Regions from separate parts of the Zea mays genome. Here region 2 is linked to region 1. A link is a contact called in public Hi-C data. All regions are on one chromosome and are shown on one strand. Each heading gives the region's core, a stretch centred on a gene start, on an enhancer-like site or on the middle of the called end of the contact. The rest is flanking DNA. Distances are from core to core; before and after follow the strand shown. Region 1 has its middle 51 kb from the start of LOC100285860. Region 2 holds the start of LOC100285860 (trehalose-phosphate phosphatase).

Region 1 (3,055 bases), core at 199-2,698:
GTCTAATGGCTAAGAAATTTCTAGTTAGCTAACTTTTAGCATATTTTAGCTAGATTGGACCAGCTAATAATGAACAAATGGTTAGTTAAAGGTAGAGCTAATAGTTAATTAGACTATTAACAGGAAGTGTTTAAGGTGTTTGATGTAATAGAGTTAATATTTAGTTGCTAAAAAACGGAGCTCAACAGAGCTCGTTGCGCACGTGGTCTTGGTTGGAGCATCGTCACCATGGTTTTGTCTCAGTGCGAGTATATGCACCGGGCGTTCGAGCGTCCACGAAAAACTCAGCACGCGCGTGCGTGGCGCTGACGGTGAAAGCGTGGACTCAAACAAAAAAAAAAGTCGGCGGGTGGCATGCAGTCTGGAACCATGACACGTACGAATTACGTGTGGGTCTGCCTGATTTAAATATTTTTCTCTGAATGAACAATGAGAGGGCGGGCAGCCGGGCCCGGGCAAGCCAGTCCATCCCAGAATAATAATCACCGACGAAACCAAGCAACAACTGAGCAACGTCAACGCGCGAAAAATTCTGCAGAAGCTTCAGCTAGCCCGCCGAATCCAGGCATCCTCCAGCGGCGTCGTGGATCCTACGACGTCGTCTGTCACGAAGCAAACTAATTTCTTCTTTCCTATTTTGCTTTCCATTAACGACGACCACGAATTAGTATGATGACTCAGAGTACGTGCCACGCAACTACTCCGTTGATTTGGTTTATTTAATTTCTTGTTGCGCGAGGAAAAGGAATATTAGTATATTTTTTTAAAAAAATAGTACAATGTATATATAAGTACGTCTCTACGGTAGTAAATGTAGCTTGGAAACTTTTGCCACCGCTAAAGTACGTACGCGTATGATGCCATGCCGGTGGCGTGTTTGACAACTTGATTTGCTCCGTTTTGTTTGTTTGTTGATTACTTACTGTATACTATGAATGTTCGATACTCTGACTGAGATCGATAGTAGGTGGGACGATGACTTGTGCTCCAAGGAAGACGTTTAGGACGATATCATTTTATAAATAAAAAACTATGGCTGCTGATATAAAAAAACTACACGGGTGTTGATTTGCTAGTCCCCTCTTGTACATGTCACGTTAGATTTATTCTGAATCGAACATTATAGTTTCCACTAATATTTTAGAAATTCTTAGTATTTACTCTCTCTGTTTTTTTATTTGCCACGGTGTAGTTTCAAATAAACTAACGAACTTCAAATATCCGAGAACGAAAATAATATAATTTTATGATACATTATGCATAGAGACTAGAGAGAGAGCACGTGTGTGTGGATTCGTAGCACTATCTCACGAGTTCGCGACGCGGCCGAAGCACCACCCGGCCGACGGGTAGGACGTCGATGGATGGACATGGACGGTGTGGGATGACGAGGCGGCGCGATAAAAATTTAAGCAACGTGCAACATGCATGCACTGATTTGACGAGATTGCCCTCCGCCTCTGCAACGGAACGCACGGTGCAGGTAGTTGGCAGTTGGCACCGAACGCGCGCTACTGGCCTAGACGCCTAGTACTAGTTTGTTATTTCCGCACGTTGCGCCATATGCTAGCGGTGGTAGTTGCACGAATTGAACTATATACATACATTCGTAAAGAAATGAGCTCGTTTGCGGCATGCAAATGCAACGCAGGGAACGTGACAGCGACACACAAATTTTGCAGAGACTTTGTTTTTCGTTCTTAGAACAATCCCGTACCTTCCAAAGTACTTACTTCGTTTCAAAATAGCAGTTGTTTTTAAAGAGTTAGTGAGTTCACACAATTCTTGATACATGTGTTTTGTATATGTGTCTAAATTTACCATCATTATAAATATAGACATAAAAGTTAAGAGCTACAACGATTAATATTTTAAAACGGGGAGTAAATAATGCATCATGCATGGTTCGATCAAAATCAGCTGCGTCTTGCATATGTGCTGGAAAGAATCCAAGCTAGGTCACGATGAGTCAGCAGCTGTATTGCAGAGCCAGCCTTTTTTTTACCGGTTCCAAGCTGCAAAGCAAGCTGAAGCTGCGACACAGAGCTGCTAGCTGTGTATATGCATGCACATGCACTCCTACATAGCCGTTCGAGCTAGCGTGTACGTAGAGACCGATTCACAGCTGCATGCTACAGTGCTCTGACGACGTGTCGCCAGATCACCATCGTGCTCTCGCGTGCAGCCTAGGGCTCCCAGAATGCACGTTCCCGCGTGATGCGTGGCAGACTTGCGGTGCAGTGCAGGCGTCGTCGCGCTGGACGTGACTGGACTCGTCGTCCTGTTGCGTACGGCAGTACATAACGTGTTAGTGCATGTCTGGGCGGAGTTGCAGAGCTACGGCCCGTTTTCCTTCCTCTGTCCTCCCACTCACCCAGCTGGCATGGCAGGTTGATGACATCGGACGCCGAGGGCGCATGGTGAGCCAGCCCATCTTGCGGGTTAAAGCTGTTAGAAATCAGTGGGCAACCCAGTGGAGAGAGACAGAGAGAAATGACAAGACTGTTGTCTTTATTGCAGAGTGTCATGTATTTATACAGGGGATACAAAGTCTCCCAAGGGGTGTGTCCCTTGGGAGTAACTGTCAGTTGATCACAGGACAATATTTTGTAACACTCCCCCTTGATCAACCAATATCCATTTGATCATCTGCAAGCTGTTGTCCAATGTTTCATCTCCTCAAAAACCCTGTGGGAAAAATAAGGAGTACACAATGCTTTTGGATCATGAGTAAAACTCACATTGAACTCCAAAAGAAAAATATGCTTGTAATCATCATTCGTAAAAACCCCCTTGGGGAAAAATCAATGATGAAGCATATAGCTTAGTTGATATTACCTCGTTAAAAACTTTGGATGAGAAAACCTCAATAAGGCAAAACTCATACAAAGAAAAGAGCGTAATATGATGGTTCAAAACAGGTCAAATATCATGGAGAATTACTCCCCCTGATCCTTGCAAGCACTTAAGTCTTCTCGTACCAATCCCCTCAACACATTTCTGAAACGTGGAGTGTGGTAGAGATTTTGTGAATAGATCAACAAGATTATCACAA
Region 2 (3,055 bases), core at 379-2,878, 51 kb before region 1:
CCAAAAATGCTTTAACAAGCCTCTTGTCAATGAAAAACCAACGTTTCAATGTGTTCTTGTCACTGCGAACATGCATGTACCACCTCCAGCCCATTAAATATCAAGGCCCTGCATTCTGTATTGGAAGGGAAAAAAAGATAAGCCTTGAACATAGCAATCACTAGGGGGGGGGCTACAAAATGTTGAAGCACATACATGTTCAGCACACCTAACAACCAACATACCAATCAGTTCCAAGCACAATAATTGTGCACAATCACAGCATACACTACAGTAATGAAAAAAAAACAAAAAAAGTGTTGACATGTAATGTCTAATGAAACGCCACACCACCTAATGCAAAAATAATTGACCACATTGAACAGCGTAGTTCCTGTTTCTGTCTTGCAAGTTTTAAAAGGAAAAAGACAGGAGTTACAAGGGAGGAAAATGAAAAAGACATCAGCTGGTGCCCATGATTCCTTTATGGACTACCACATATTAGTTGGAAAATGATGTTTGATCCATCCATCATTAAGAATTTAAGGCCAAATCACAACAATTGAATAGATGGTTTGGTGAGACCCATGTGTACTAATGGTAGATGCACGGCTGCTGGCATCGGAAAAGTCTCCACCGTGGTGAACTGCACAGGGTGCCCATGAGAACACTGAACACACATGGTAGTGTTCAGCAGTGGCACTGGAAAACAGAAGGGAAGCACATAATTGAGACTTAGGTCAGTAATCAGCGCGTATCATCACAGAACTAATCGACTGGACCATCGGTGCATGTGCATCTATCAGCCACTTAATAATCCTCTACAGCAGACGGCGCCAACCCAGGCTTGCAAGAAAAGCCTCGGCGATGCAAGTTGCAACATGCTTCTCGCAACGGCGGCAGTGAAAGACACAGCTCCCACCAACCCCAGCCAACAAGAACAAAATACGTGGGGGCCCTCGAGGACAAAGCCAGATCGGGTGCAGTGCGACAATCATCAACGATGTCTTTTATTTCCCTCCCAGACTCCCAGTCGCGATACATCCAAAAAGAATCAGCAAAAGGGCAAGAAAAAGGTACGTCTCCAGACCAGTTGGACGAACCCCGTCTCGGCCGCAGGGACCCCCCGCGAGGAAGAATCCCACACAGGACACAGCCAACCAACACGAGCCCACGGCCAACACCGTTCTCCGGCTCCCCTCCCTTCCCTCTGCATCCCACCTGCTCTCTCACGGCCGTGTTGTGGGCGGCTCGGTTAAAAAACTCGGCTTTGGGGTGCCTCATACAGTTCCACGCATGGGACGGGACAGATTCCCCATGGGGACGACGGCCGTCGCCGTCGCATGGGGAGGCGGAGACGACAAGGAATACGCACGAATAAGAAAGAAAAAATTACACGAACACGACAAGCGATTCTGCGCGAGATCTACGAGTGCCAGATGAGCCACGTGACATAGTTTCCAAGGGGACCGATCTCGGGAGGAGAAGCCTTACCGGACGGAGGTAGCGGGCGAGGTTATATCCAATGCCGGCGCCGGCGAGGCCCCCAACGGGGCTTGGAAACGACCTGGCGAGAGGCGGCGACGGAGAGGGGATTTTGGGAGCGGCGGCGACGGAGAGGGAATTTTGGGAGCTGGGAGAGAAAGGAGTGGAGAGGAGAGAAGTTGGAGGAGGGCGCGTATTAATATAGGCGGCGACAGTCGCCTCGCTCCTTCAGTCCTCTTTCTAGAAGCGGAGGCGGAGAAAGCAGTCACCGGTTATCTCGGTCATCAGCGTTTCGCCTCGTTTTCGCTGGTCACGGGATTAACCCCAAAGGCCAAAGCGACCGGGGCATGGACTATGGAGGATCGCTGGCGCGAGCTTTTGCTCACGCGAGCGGGTGGCGGGAAGTGACAGGAGGGTTCGCCTGGTCCAGGCCCCACACATGAGGCCTTGTTCGGTTATTCCCAGTACACATGGATTGAATGTGATTGAAAAAAATTCTTAAGAAATTTGACTTGTTTGGGATTTAAACTCATCCAATCTCATTCAATCCACATGAATTGAAAGCTAACCGAACAAGGCCTGAGCGAGGCAAGACAAAGATTAGGCTCGCCATGCGTGGAGTACAGATGAACAAATAGATCTTGCTCATCTAACAAACTTATAATATGTGTGAGTGGGTTATAACTACCGCATCAGATCGTGTATATGACCTAAGTTGTATGGCTGATCTAAATCACTCGAAATATTTTAGTGTTACATTGACTCAGCCTGATATTTTGGATTGTGTTTGGGTCGAAATCGTGACCCAAGGAGGGCACAGACAAGGTCTGTTTAAGACAGACAAAAAAATGGATCATACGGAGGCATGAAAAGGCTCATATATTCATTAAGTGCTAGTTTGAGAACCACATTTTCTTAATGGATTCGTATTTTCCACACTTTCATATACTTTGATAAAGAATGAATCTGGAGTTGATGCTAATTAGATGTTTCTTTTGTAGCTTTTGAATTAGAGGATATGGTGTAGAACTTATGAACTCTATGTAAAACTAACTGTAGCCTTTTTCCCTTCTGACCAGAGGGGTTTTAATGAGGCAGTCATTGCACAGCTCTAGTAACTTAATAGAAACTTAGTAATTTCATTTGTCTTGTTTTTTATTCTTTTTTATTAGATTTAATGTGTTTTTTGGATTTTATAATTTTGTTTTTTGGATTTTATAATTTTGGACAGTCTAAAAGTAGCTCGGCAGGTTTAAGCAATAATACGTCGTATCGTCGGTCGCCTCGCACAAGTTGGCCTAAAATTTAGATGTGGTGAACCTTGAAGTAACTGCATTGTTTACATAATATAGTTCGAAATATGAGATGCGGATGAGTAAGCTGTTAGAGATAGTTTAATAGACTCCACGTCATATTAATGATAATGTATAAGAAAAAGAATAAAGAGAAGGAAAGTGTTAGACAGTGTGTGGGTCGGCACTACTGTTGGACTACAGGTCCATTAGGGTTAGAGTTAAGTATATATATGTGTAACCTTCTTCTATGCAATACATCAAGAGTTCTTCCAGCATGGTATCAAACTAGGTTACGG

The links. A called contact is a pair of places that touch in the nucleus more often than the background predicts.
Region 2: a Hi-C map of tassel shows a contact between it and region 1, with 2.6 times the contacts expected there. The contact joins the promoter of LOC100285860 here to the enhancer-like site in region 1. A contact is called at or near these places in 4 of 25 Hi-C or Micro-C datasets (ear, endosperm, leaf and 1 more).

Annotation. Positions count from the first base shown.
Region 1 is chr9:122,279,709-122,282,763 of Zm-B73-REFERENCE-NAM-5.0, reverse strand. No RefSeq gene overlaps it. Among protein-coding and RNA genes, the nearest start is that of LOC100285860, 51 kb to the left of the region's middle. Within about 2 kb of position 1,448, at least 19 of the 20 cell types and tissues checked have an H3K27ac peak or open chromatin away from gene starts, as enhancers often do. A contact at or near this core is called in ear, endosperm, leaf and 1 more, where this site is marked.
Region 2 is chr9:122,330,640-122,333,694 of Zm-B73-REFERENCE-NAM-5.0, reverse strand. LOC100285860 (trehalose-phosphate phosphatase) reads right to left here and starts at 1,628. Exons shown (of 11, transcript NM_001158750.1): 1 at 1,474-1,628; 2 at 1-115.